2 separate regions of the Astyanax mexicanus genome follow, and region 2 is linked to region 1. The links are chromatin contacts, called in public Hi-C maps. All regions are on one chromosome and are shown on one strand. The core of a region is the stretch at or near the end of the contact, and the rest is flanking DNA. Distances in the headings are between cores, read along the strand shown.

The links. A called contact is a pair of places that touch in the nucleus more often than the background predicts.
Region 2: a contact with region 1 is called in a Hi-C map of blood, with 2.1 times the contacts expected there. The contact joins the promoter of tln1 here to the enhancer-like site in region 1. A contact is called at or near these places in 3 of 3 Hi-C or Micro-C datasets (blood and muscle).

What each region holds. Positions count from the first base shown.
Region 1 is chr20:27,015,039-27,022,256 of AstMex3_surface, reverse strand. tln1 (talin 1) reads left to right here. Exons shown (of 58, transcript XM_022681254.2): 25 at 277-390; 26 at 485-619; 27 at 1,371-1,499; 28 at 3,223-3,325; 29 at 3,788-3,996; 30 at 4,235-4,354; 31 at 4,922-5,119; 32 at 5,439-5,578; 33 at 6,731-6,824. Among protein-coding and RNA genes, the nearest start is that of tpm2, 38 kb to the right of the region's middle. Within about 2 kb of position 3,861, the one cell type or tissue checked has an H3K27ac peak away from gene starts, as active enhancers do.
Region 2 is chr20:27,065,707-27,072,894 of AstMex3_surface, reverse strand. tln1 (talin 1) reads left to right here and starts at 1,678. Exons shown (of 58, transcript XM_022681254.2): 1 at 1,678-1,872.

The DNA of each region.
Region 1 (7,218 bases), core at 2,612-5,111:
TTCACATTATCATGCTGCTATAGCAATCTTGCACTCTGGACTTCATGTTCCTGCTACCTGCCTACTCTCCCTATTTATTTTTTGTGTGTATTTATCTTTATCTATTTTGTTCTATTCTCCTTTTATTGTGTTCTTTATTTTGTTATCTATTTTATCTATATTACCTATTTTAAAAACAGCTCTTGGGTGTAAAGTGGATCGTGAGATCACAATTTCGTTCCACCTCATGTACCACATGGTGATGCGAATGACAATAAAATCTCTTTATCATATCAGGTTGTGGCAGACCAGATCCCTCAGCTGGTGCAGGGAGTAAGAGGCAGCCAGGCCCAGCCTGACAGTCCTAGTGCCCAACTTGCCCTCATCGGTTCCAGCCAAAATTTCCTGCAGGTATGTGCACACCTTAGTCCATTCAGCTGCAGTGTTTAAGGTGAAAGTCAGCTCAAGTGTTAATATAATGGCTCATGATTTCCCTCTGTGTTAGCCTGGAGCCAAGATGGTGACTGCTGCCAAAGCTACAGTACCTACTATCAGCGACCAGGCGTCTGCCATGCAGCTCAGCCAGTGTGCCAAGAACCTGGCCAGTGCTTTGGCTGAACTTCGCACCGCTGCTCAGAAGGTAATCTAGAGTTCTCTTTGAAATTGCCTAACATGGACTGGATAATCAGGGTTTTGTCTTATTTGGGGATGCAATGAAGTGATAGATTTTGGCCCAAACTTAACACAATCAAACGGAAAACAGTTTTTTTTTCACCATTGCTTAAATTAAATAGTCTAAATGTGTTTTATTTCGCTTTTCAAAGAAAAAAGGGATTACATTTTTTTGATCACTGAATATTTTTAACACTCCAGCATGTATTTTTAATACGCTATGATAGTGTTAGAAAAAAGTGAATTGTTTAAAATAAGTTATTTAATTTTTTTTTTATGTATCTCACTTATTAAACACCAACAAATGGAATTTTTTGCCACTTTTGGCAAATTAATATTTAATGCATTGCTAGTCCTATTTTCTTAAGAATTAATCTTAAGACTCAAAGGCCAAGAGAGCATTAAAGCCGCTCACACTTAATTTGATGTCATGACAAATTATATGAAATGCGATCTTTGTATTTATCCCTATACTCATAGTTTTATTCACTTTTTAAATAGATGACACTACTGGTCTCAACTTAACAAACCTTAAAAGAAATATCATGGCAGTCCTCTCATATTTTAATATTTTTGCATTAGTGTATAGTCTATAATTTATATCTTAATATACTCTATAATATATTAGGATTAGTTATTATTATGAATCCTATTATGAAATTATGGCGTCATACAATCGGTCTTTCTTTCTCTCATGCACATACATCTTTCTTCTCCAGGCCCAGGAGGCATGTGGTCCTCTGGAGCTCGATAATGCTCTGACCGTGGTCCGGGGTCTGGAGAGGGATATACAGGAGGCTAAAGCTGCAGCAGCTGAAGGGAAACTCAGGCCTCTTCCTGGGGAAACGGTAAGTACACATACTAATCTGATCTTGCTGTTTAATGGTGGTAAACCCATGCACACACCCAAAACACACACATTTAGCTTCACAAAGGTTTATTTATGTTTGTCTTAATGAAATACTACGCATGCCTAGGGAGAGAGAGATTAGAAAAAGAGATCAACACACAGGGAGGATGTGTGACAGTCTGTGACTGTTTTAGATATGTATATATACTGTACTCACAAAGAGAAACTGATCACTGTAACATCTTGAAGCAGCAGCACTGTTATGCAAATATGCACATACAGATATTCTCCCACACTTTGTAACAGACTCACTTCCTGTCACATGGGCAACCACATCACATATCAATGTTAGTGTATGCACACATGCAGCCGTTAGAGGATTTCCTCTCAGCTAGTTTCCCACAAATTTCTGAATCTTTTTGTTTCTTAATCCATCAGTAAAAAGTCTCCTGTATGGCTTTGAGGGGGAAGAATCAGTTAAACAGAATTTACAGCTGGTTTTATTCCACATATATATATATATATATATATATATATATATATATATATATATTTATTGTTTTTTTTTTTATTATTATTATTATTTATTTATTTATTTTTATTTTTATTTTTTTATGGTCTGTGTATCAGAACGAAAGGTCAAGACTTGCCCACTCCTACTGGAGGCTTGGTCTGCCTTACTTCATGTAGTGTGTGGGATGGGAATGTGTTGAGTCACTTGCACTTGCAGTGTTGAAATATGATGTTTTTACTGTATTCTGTATATATATATATATATATTCAAAAACCCTTTTTTCCTCATAAAACATGTTTTTGTTCAGCAATATCTAATATAGTAGCATTTTGCACCTGTTTTCTCTCTTTTGTGTCGTTCTTCTGTATGTAATGTTAATGTGATGTAGTATTGATATGATATTATTATACTTTCTTTTTTTTCCCCAGGTGCCTGTAAAATAACATCTCTAAAGGCACTTTAACAGACATTTGATTCTTTATTTCTGTTTGTGACCGTCATAATGGGCATGTTTTTTTTCGGTGTGGGTTGGTATAGCACAGTACATACATACATTGCTGCCCTCCATGTGGCACAGTGGGGTTCATTTGTCTGGCGAGTAAGGGGTACCATTCTATACCAATAAAAGTGGGCCTGTTTGAAGATAAGGCTGTACCAGATAAAAATGCACTTGAGCTGCATGTTAGCGTAGTGTAAACATATCCGTCCCTTCAAGACACATTTGACAACCAAAATCCTCCCAGTACAACCAAACCAGTAATAAGCACAGCATAATGAGTACATTTACATATTTTGTCCCATATAGTAATCAAATTTCAGTCTTTCTGACTAAAAAAATAATAAATGTAAATGCATGTGCTTAAAGTCTTTTCAGTACTTTTCCAGATATAAGTCACATGAAGTTACCAGGTGAAAACGGGTTCTTTCTGTCCTTTATTACACATCTGAATTTACAGTGTGAGATGTGATGGTACTCAGACAAACTACCTGCTTAAACAACTGTGCAAACATCAAATGTAGTGTGGGATTAAAATGCAACAGCATAGTGGGACCTTATAAAACTAGAGCTGCTCCGCATATCTAAGAAAATTAAAGCTGAAACAGCAACCTGTTTACGATGTACTTAACTAGACTAGACTGGTAAAAAATGACACACCTATTGAATATGCACTGAATCTGACTGTGTGAGTGTATGTTTGTGTTTTAGCTGGAGAAGTGCTCTCAGGACCTGGGCTCCAACACCAAAGCAGTGAGCTCTGCAGTTGCCCAGTTGCTGAGTGAAGCTGCACAGGGCAATGAGAACTATACAGGTAAAATTGCCACTAAGCATCCTGTTTGTAGTCTAGCATGGCCAACCACTAGTGGGCATTGGCAGATTTGTACTTTTAAAGCATTGTACAGCACATAGTGCTTTACCTCTTATTGAGAATGTTTTGGCAAATGTACCTGTCCCTCAAAAGTCCTGCAGCACCCCCTACCTGCAGTAATTAAGCAGTATGTTTATAGGTACAAATTGGAGATAATCACTATATATTTTATTATATATAATATTCATTTCTTTTACTCATCCACATTTCTAGAATTTTCTATTCATCATGTATAGCTAGAATCTTTAAATTAAGAAAATTATAATGAAATGGAGGTATGATGATTATATGTGACTGTGACGATGTGGTCTGTTGAAACATTCACAAGTTTATTAAAACAGTGTGAAGAGCTGAATAAACTAATACAAACATATAAAATGTGTTGTTTTTTTTCTTCCTCTTTAGGCCTGGCTGCGAGGGACGTGGCTCAGGCCCTTCGCTCTCTGGCTGCTGCCGCTCGCGGAGTGGGCGCCACAACAGAAGACCCGCAGGCCCGCAATGCCATGCTGGACTGCACCGGAGACGTCATGGACAAGTCAGCAAACCTGATTGAAGAGACCAAGAGAGCCGTCGCCAAACCAGGAGACCCAGACTGTCAGCAGCGCCTGGCTCAGGTTCGACACACAAGAACACGCTTCATGAAATTATAATTACAACCGAGCGGCTTTATATTTAGTAACTAAACCCTCCCTTTTAATTGCTGATGTTAGACCCTCTGTTGCTTCTCTTTCTGTTGGAGTGTTCAGTCATTTGAAAAGATAAATGCTGTCTGTACAAGTAATCTATGATTAGAGTTTCTATCTCAGATCCTATGGTACTGATATTTGTCTGTGTTTTTATTTATTTATTCAGGTGGCCAAGGCTTTGTCCCAGGCCCTGAATCGATCTGTGAACTGCCTCCCTGGACAAAGAGATGTGGATAATGCTATTAGGACTGTGGGAGAGGCCAGCAAGAAGCTCCTCTCTGATCAGGTGAGCACAATTGTATCTTAATCTATTGTTAAATTGTTTGAAGTTTAATAATCTGTTCCTAACATATTTATAACAATTATAATGACAGTTTTTTTTTTCTTAAATATTTAAAATAATAACTAAATCAAGTTTTTTTTTTTTACTTTGTAATACATTGGGGGTAATTCAGGTAAATGCAGTTAAGCATTTACAACTTAAAGGGACTGTAATTATAAAATTAAAATCATGTATATAATCAGGTTAAGTTAAAATAATGAACTTCATAAACAAAACAAAAAAGCTAGAATGTGATCAAAACTGTGCATCATTTGTGGTTTCTGTAGCTCATTGATTTAATTAGCTGCATATGAGTTTCAACCTGTATGTCTGATATCAATCTAATGAACCCACTCGAACCCTGTTTAAATATACTCAGAATTTTATTACATCCTTTGTCCTTGGCTTACATCTTTTTAATACAAGATCTGTCTTATGATTCAAGCCATGCAAACATACCATTTATTACCTTAAAAATACCATGAAGTTATTTAAAATTATATTTTTTATTTTTCACTCTACCCCCTCTAGTTTCCCGCCAGCGGGAAGAGTTTCCAGGAGGCCCAGGCAGGCCTGAACCAAGCAGCTGCCGGTCTCAACCAGTCGGCCAACGAGTTGGTGCAGGCATCTCGTGGCACAACACAGGACCTGGCCAAGGCCTCGGGCAAGTTCGGCAAAGACTTCAGCCACTTCTTGGAGGCTGGAGTGGACATGGCTGGTCAATCACAGGTAAATACTTCAGTTTAGAATTTAGATAGAATTTGTCAGTTTTCCTTAAGACTTTATTCATGAATAGACATAATTTTGCAATTGTGAGTGATACATTTATGGGTATGGTACCTGGGTTTGCAAAAGTTAACACTGCTGGGCCACTGAGTAAGGTTCCACTGTTTAAGGCACCTAAACCCACTGTGTGAATTAGAGCTAGTGCAAATATGTGTGTTTTCTGCATGCATACATTAAAGATGGAAATTAAATTTTAGCACAATGGTGAATGATTGACTTTGTTTTGTCTACTGTTGACAGTTTTATTTTTTTCTCTCTGTAGTCTAAAGAAGACCAGACCCAGGTGGTAACCAACCTGAAGACCATCTCCATGTCATCTAGCAAGCTGCTGCTGGCAGCCAAGGCTCTGTCCACTGATCCAAATTCCCCCAACCTGAAGAATCAGCTGGCTGCTGCAGCACGGTCAGAACAATCAGCTGTTTCTTTCTCTTCATCAGCAACAGACCACACATTCAAAACACTCAGTCAGGGCTTATAAACACGATATTGTTCCTGTAGCTTCAGACACTGTTTGAAAATATTAGCCAGTTCCACTAATTATACTGCAACATATTATTCTGTAAAGGGGCTAAAAATACTTCAGGTAATAAATTAGTAATTAGGTAATAAAGGTTATTTCATTTGCTTTGTTCTTGTGCATAACTGGTGACTTAATGCACCAGGTTGGATGTGTTGCTGGATGCAACATTCAGCAATATTAAGAATTGGATATTGCATTAAGTTACCATTCTTTAATTTTTTCAAAGGCTTATTGTCCTTAATTACTGTTTCAGAGTTGTGTTAATCTGTTGTTTGTGGCATTTGTGTTGTTAATGCTGTGTGAAAAGGGTTACACGAATACTTTTATACTTTTCTTGTGTACAACTGACTCTGGCATCCAGCATGCTCCCCCGCATGCACGCTCACTCACTCACATACATACAACCACATGTGTGCTTGTGCGCACACACACTCACACACTGCATTGTCCTCCTTTTATCAGAGTATATTACATAATACAGTCCTATGCTTTTAATTTTACACATTTGAGTGGAAATGGGCACAATTATGTAATGGCCAACTGGAGAGCATTGGCTACAGGAGCTGAGCCCTGCTCGTCTCTGGGGGTCTCTCTCTCTCTCTCTCTCTCTCTCTCTCTCTCTCTCTCTCTCTCTCTCTCTCTCTCTCTCTCTCTCTCTCTCTCTCTCTCTCTCTCTCTCTCTCTGTCTAAGATAGCTCTTTCTTAGCCAGGACTACCAAACTCATCCTGCCACTCAGAGCTTAGCTGCCTGAATCTCATGGAGGGAGAGAGAAGCTAGTGCGTGGTAACGCATGTGGGCGGACTGTATTTCTCAGCTCTCTCTCCCTCTTACTCCAGTGCCTCTCTCCCTTTCCGTTTCTCTCTTTCTCTCTCTCTATCCCTCTGTTTCTGCCTTCTCTCTCTCTATTCCATTTCTCTGCTTTCCTCTTTGCTGTTTCCTCTCTCCCTCTCCCACACACTCCCTCCCTTTCTCCTCTCTCTTTCCTCTCTCCTCATGATTATCTCACCTTTCTTTTTATTCTCGGTTTTCACAGTGCCGTGACTGACAGCATCAACCAGCTGATCACCATGTGTACCCAGCAGGCCCCGGGACAGAAGGAGTGTGACAACGCACTTAGGGAGCTTGAGGTACCGCTCTCATCTCACGTTCTTTCTCTTTTGTTCACTGTCTTGCACGCAATCTCTTTCTCTCTCTCTGATTCTTTCATACTCTCGCTCCATTTCTTTTTCTCTGTCTTGACAGTGTATTCGGGTGAGTTGGCAAAGTAGTGACGGGTCATTGAATGGTGACTACTCGCTCTGTGTACTTTTATCTGACAGAAACAATTGGATGTTGTCGTGCTGTCATGTAACGGAACTGTTATAGTCGCAGTGGTTCTAAAGATACTTGTTGCTCAGTGTAAATGTATGGTTAGATACAGCGCTGCCTTGCTAAATCAATCACATTAAAAAAAAAAGGTTTTAAAATTACATCTGCAATTAATCAGCAGTGATTTGCTGGAAATTTACATAACATGCTTTT
Region 2 (7,188 bases), core at 429-2,928, 53 kb before region 1:
CCGAGTCTATTTTCTGTTTACAGAACTTTGTTGTACTGCTGTTTTACTATCAGACCACAGGATGGAGCTGTAATAGTGGGCCTGTTTTCCAGAGTAAAAGCGAAAGGAAGAGCTGCAGTGCTGAGCTTAAGTTTTTCGTCTATACTTTTATGTTTTAATTTAAATAAACCACATTATTTATCAGCAGTGGAGTGTTCTAGTGGACCACCATAGCAATAGCAAAAATTTCTCAATTTCTGGCATTTTTTGTTGTGGAGGACATGAGCTGCCCCCTCTCAGAAAAATAGAAACAATAGAAGAGAAAGAAAGAGAGAAAATGAAAGTTGTGAACTGTATCGTTCCGCTGCTTCTCTATCTGTGAAGATCTGCAGAACATTCCCCTCCTGGCTGGCTTTTGTTGTTGAGTGAAAAGGCATCCGGTTTATGAAATCTACCATATCTACGCCCTCTGCTTGTCTGCATAGCTCAGAGTGGTATAATTTAACTCCACTCCTATTCCGCCAAGCCCCGCCCCCCTATAATAAGATTGGCTGAGGCACAGACTAGGACGTTTTATTCTCTCTTACTGCAGTTCTAATCTTCTTGTGACCTCTTTATTTTAGCTTGTTCCCACCAAAAAAAAAAAAAAACACGGTTGTTTTGGTTATGTTGATTATTTTGTCACAACGTTGTGCCATCAACAATGTTCTAAAATAGAATGTGTTTTGTTGCCAGATAATGCATAATGTAACATGACCGACATCTAAGAAAGTCAGAAAGTCAAAAGGTACTGTAGTCTTATTACTTAGAGGGAGTGTTGCCTAATTAAACAAAGTTGTGACAATGAACAGGGCCAACTTTAAACAATGTTGTAGCAACATTGTTAGAGGAAACCACGTTTTAACTACTTTGTGTGTTTGCTGGGTTATTGTGGCAATACTTGTTTTTTTTTTTAAAGTGGAGTACTAATTAAATCACTAAATAAATAATATATATTTTATCTGCGTGTTTAGGCTTATGTTCTTTTCACATTTTCACATCATTTTTGTTGTTTACTTTTAACAATAAACTATTTAGCTTTTTATTGTTATACAGTATAAGTAATAGATATTAAATGCTGCACACATAATTACAACATATAAATTATGAGGATATTCAAGGTACAGAAAATATAAATATACATAAATTATGACAAAAACAAAATTAAGTTATACATACGTTTCATAAGATATCAGACATTTGTTGCTTTTTGGAGGGTTATTTATTAGTTTAAAGGAAGCTTAAGCTTAATAGTTAGGAGCAGTTCTGTCTAACTTACACATATGTATAAATAACCTAGTGGTAAGAACAAAATAGGTTTTTACATGTTCCATATGTTTGGTTCACACTAGAGAAATAACAAATTAACAATAACGTCCATAAGAGACATGGTTAATATTTGGTTTACAGTAAGGAAAATAATAAATAAAGAAAGACAGAAAGAACGAAAAAAATAAAGAAAATCTTTTCACAGATTCACAGAAAACAAGTAAATTGGTCACGTTTATAAAATAAGATATTCGTTACAAAGGTACTTCTTATACTACTTTTTCATGTACACGTCTATGAGTAGTTCTGAGTCTAGTCGCTGAACGACCAATCACTTTTGAGGAGGGGCGTGGCCTGTGCGGATACGGGTGTGGGAAAAAATAGCGTTAGCCGGGCTGCTGCTGCTGCTGCAGGGTGGAGCTTTGACGCTGCCTCAACCAGACAAACGGAGGCAAGGAAAAAACCCAGAATCTGACATTTTACCAACATTTCTGGAACTTACACCACTTTGACTGGGGAACGGGACTATATTTACACCGACTGTAGTCCGAAGGTGGACGGCCGGAGGTCGAGGAAAGCGGGGAGGTAAGGCGAAGTGGAAACTGTCTGTGGAAAGAAACGTTTGGTGAAAACTTTGTGAAGGGTGGGAAGTTCCTTCCGACGAGTCGCCCTCAGTCAACGCGTTTTCTCTGCAGTTTATTTAGCGAGTAGTGTAAGTTACTTTTATTCTGTCATATTATGGGTTTAATGCAGAACTATTCGACTAAATTACGATAAATTCCAAAATAGATGCTGTGAGGAATGAGAGAGCTGGAGAACATGAGAGCAGAAATGCTGAGCTAACTTTAGTTAGCTAACGCTAGGTTCTCTCAGCTTTAACGGTTTACTGGCTAAACCTAAACCTGTTGATATGAAACGCGGAAGATTAGCTAGCGTTACAGTTCTCATACTTTCTGAAAGCCTATTGTTAACCTTTGATTATTAAAATATTGTGTTAAAATTGTATTTATGAGTGGCAATAGCTGTAATGTGCCCGAATACAAAGTACACTAACGTTAACTGTGTGAGTTAATGAGAGTTTGGGAGTAAAAAGTCAAGTACGGCAGCTTAACTTAAGTGAGCTAACCTATGTTAGCTGAGTTATGAGCTCGGGCCTGTAACGGTCAACTTCATGCCTGATGTCACGTTTCTAGTTTAACAAACGTGTAATAGCCGCCATCCTAGAAAGTATTGCCAAGTGTACAGCTCATCTTGACCTCCTGTCTGAAGCTCAGTGCTTACTCATAGATTTGGAGATCATGTGTCTCTAATTAGCTAATGTAGCTATGATTTCAAGCGTTATAATGCTAAAAAACTTCCTAACAAAGCTAGCCAGCTAGTGAACTTAACTAGTTACTGAATAGGGCACTGAGAGAGAGAGATATATAGTAATAATAAAGTGTACTGAATGTGTGCGCACTAGGTTAACTAGCTAACTGTCCAACATAGAAGAGCATTACCGGTAGAATGAGGCACTCTGGAGCAGCCACTCACGAGGCTAAGGTCATCATGACCAGTGCCAGTCTCAGCTAGGTTAGACAGAGGTGGACGAAATGCCTAAATCATGTGGCTACCCGTGTTAAAGTTGAAAAAATTACACCTTACGTAGAAGTACCAAAGTAATAGTACCATGATATTTTACGATTGTAATGTCCAATGTCTTAAGACTTGACTGCCTAATGTTGGCAACAAATAAAAAACAGTGTTTAAATAAGCAAAAATGTAAATTAAAATCTATGTATGTAATAAAATATTTAACTTCATATTGCTGCGCATATACATATTTAAATATTTTATCTTAAAAGGTATTTAAAAGTTAAAATGTTATTTAAACACGATATTCATCAAGTAAATTACTGGTATTGCATCCTATGTGGCTTTGTTTGATCACTTCACCTTAAGTTAGAATGTTAAACCAAATTCTTCTTTCTTATTTTATTTAATGGAGGCATAACATTAAAAATTAAAGGGATTCTGTATTTACAAAAAAAGTGGCTTAAAAGAGGCTTAAGCATACATTCCAAAATACAATACAATCCTATACAGAACTGCATAAATCAATATGATATATTCCATAATGTTTGTAGGCATAGACATTTCCAAAATTTTCCTAAACAAGTTGCTCAGCGGTTGCACTGTGTGCTTGCGTACTGTAACTACAGGATGTCCAACATGTCAAATAAGTTCAAGACAGAGTGTATGCTATATGCTGACTGGTATGTACACTTTGTTTTTAAACAAAAAGACCTTCAAAATACTAAATTAAAAACAGTAAAACATGTATTTTACTTTGTGACTGTCTTTGTAATCACTACATCTTGAGGGGCAAGTTATATGTCTCTCATCTCTCTGGGTTGATGGAGCCTCATGCCATACCTATGGGATGAGCTATGGTGCCATGTGTACCTTACCTCACTAGTTAGCACTCTGGTGATTCAGTGCAGTCATAACAACAGTGGTCAAATATCTAGTGTAAAGCCCTCCCAGAGGAGTAGAAGCTTTTAAAGCAGCAAAGAGGAGACCGCCTCCCTATAAGTACAATTGAACTGTTGAGAGATTGGGTGTTTGTGTATGTGCTCAATTTTTCTACACATATTTGGTCCCTGTTTGTATACAAATACATTTCCCTGGTGCAGCTGGGCTTGGTGTTCCAGGTAATGTAAGTAGTAATTTGACCCTGCCACCTATCACCATGTTTCATTTCATTGTATGCTTTCCTGCATGGTAGTAGGGTGGCACAACAGAGTGTGTGTGTGTGCGTGCGTATGTGTGGCTGCACAGGAGCTGTCAGATGGGTGATATCAGAGGAAAAGATGCACCCTGCAGGGATGGAAAGTCTGCACATATTTGGAGAAACAGTCTAGGAGGCTGAGAGTGTAAAGATGTACAACTGTGAATTACACCTTTACTGAACAGTTCAGCCTGCATACACTGCTGACATAAAGAAAAGATTTAGCCAGAAGTTAAATTTGCAGTTTTTCTCTTACCCCGAACTTGATAGATTGGCCAAGACATGTCTTTTTTTTTTAGCTATTAGTGTAAATACTGAAGTCATCTAAATTAGTGTGAATTAGAGTGTCAGAGACTTACTTTTAGCACTGTAAATTTAGTATTACAGTATTTTTAGGTTAAATTAATATAAGCAAGCTTCAGACCTTAAACATGTCTTAGCCAATCGCTTACATTTTGGGTAAGGGAAGGGGATAGGCAGGATGCTAATGAGATTTTTAGCCTACACAGCATTTTGAGATAGAGATTTCCCATTTAAAGAAAATATAGTATACAACTAGGGTTAATCTTTGTCCAGGAAACTACCTCATTAAGTATGACACGGCATGCAAAAATACAGTATTCGCTTTAGAAGATATGCTATCTTGATGGATTATCCTACCTGGAATACTAAAGTTCTTACTAGATGTGAAAGTGTTTTGAAATAGACTGTTTGGCATTGTTTGTCAGGAATGACACATTTTTGTTTTTGCCAAATGTTCCAGTTACCCACATCAAAGTATGACATGTAATCTGCTAACCAGTAGGGTGTAATTATCATAGTAAACACTGACTTCGCTCCAGCAGAGCCGTCACTCAGCAGATATCTCTTCATCTATCTATTCAAGGTTAGCGGGTGTTGTCACTGCAAAATTGCTTTATGAACCAGCAATTAATTTCCATGCAGTTTGACCCACATTGTGCCGACAGCGGACTGTGTGGCATAGTCGTTATGCTGCCTCAATGGTTTGCATGGGTCTTGGGGTGGTTCATCCTCAGGCGTTCTCTGTATGGGTTCTTCCCTTTTCTTAGGTGGTTGAAAGAGCATTCAGTTCAATTTTGTCTCGTTCTGCCTTTTGGTTTATGCAAGATGAGCTAATCTGCCCAGGGGTAGCCCATTTAGATGAGCTGCAGGGTGGGACCTGGTGCGCTGGATTCAAAACTAGGGGGTGTTAATCTGCTTTGTCTGGCCTATTTGGCTGTGTAGCAGGAGTGTAACAATGCCAATATAAAGAGCTGTAGCAGAATAGTGTTTTGAAATTCTATACAAACGTATTAATATTGCAATAAAATTGAATGAACACAAACAGATATTTTTTTTCTAAAAGATGAGTACATATCTATCCACAGCATATCCATGTCTATGTCCTGCTACAATGCTTGATATAAAATAAAATACTCACTGTATTAATTTTCATGACATCTATGTGAGGCAGAATGTATTTGCAAAATATTTTTTAGAGTAATGTATATCTCGCTGCTGTGGCTTGAATCATGAATTGTGTGCATATGTGTGTAAGCTAATAAGACTATCCTATTATATAGTGACTGCCATTTTTCCAGTGTAATTGTGTGAAATTAATGTAAAGTCCCACACATCCTGATGATTAGTGTGAATTATAATATTCAAATGCATGTACTGTAAGTTTATACAAAAAAAATTGCATGATGTGAACCAACGCACCAACTGTTTAAGTTAAGCGCAGTATAAATCACAGCATTGTTTTTGTGCACTGAACATTTGGAGTAAATAATGACCACTCAAAGCCTCAGTCGATACTGCTGACCAATCAATAAAGCGGGCTGGAGGGTAGTTAGAGTAGACTGGAGAGTATATTGACTGAAACTTGGTAAACAATGTCATTGTGCTGTTTAGTGCATGAACTTGATCCTCTTGTTGCTTGTGGCACAGTAGGCCTCATTCACGCATACTAAGAAAGAGACTTCTATTGTTTATGATTATCTTTTGATGTGAAGAGTGAGCCACTCCTTTCGATGAAACTATTATTCTTTAGTTTCTTGAGCAGCTGTTCAGGATGCCTGCTTGCATCACTTTCCTGTGATTGTCCTCTAACAAACTGTGACGCCACAGAGATGTTACTTATGGTGTGTCCTTAATGGACACCCTGTTTTATAGTGCCAACACTCAGCATACACACTAACCCATGTAAAAGTGTATGTAATATAAGCCCTAAGACTTACGTTTGCCAGCTTTATACTCTATACTTAGCTGTTCACTTCTTTTAGTAGCAAGTAGGGGTTTAACAACATTACACTAAGGTTGTACACAAAAATACAATTTGATGTTAACAGTTTGGTTCTTAAATGCGAAATGAAGTACTAGACTGGTTTGCCTCAGAAAAATGCAAAATTTAAGATTGCGCTTTAGAATACTTTAACCAGTGACAGGCAAACAATTTCCTAGGGTGGTATGCAATTTGTCACCTTAATTGCGAGTCGAAAGCAATATATAGACAGAGCTACAAGCGACCAATCAAGATTTTTTTCAGTTTTGTGCAAATAAATTATGATGGAGTAAAGGTGTGCGATATGGACAGAAAATGCGGCGTGAGATACTACTGCTGGATGTTCCAGCATTCCAGCATTCCAATATTGATGTGGAATGCGATAAATTAAAGTAGTTTAGAGTGTGCATTTACTCTGGACCTCTACCTCACTCTGCCTCCAGCCTTGTTGCTTCATGTGAGCACAGTCTGCATTGTGAAGAGATTCCTCTGTTTCTGCATGTGGGTAATGCAGTTTTAGATAGCTGGGGTTCACAGTATTATCACAGTTTTCGATGTTTATTGTGTGAAAAATTACATTGCAATAATGATAAAAATAATATATATCTTGCAGCTCAATTTGTAAGACCAATCATAGACATTGGAGACAGAGGTCTTCAGGTTATGTTTTACATTTGGTTCCTGTTGTTGGCAGTGTGTTACTTTTAGCTTCTGTTGTTCTTTTTAGCTTTTCCTTGTCAGAAGCTGGACCTTGTTTAAGCCCACACATGACAAAGCTAGCAGCCTTGAACACACCCACAAGAGACTAACTTGGGGTGACATAAGTGACTTGTCGCCTGCTTATGTG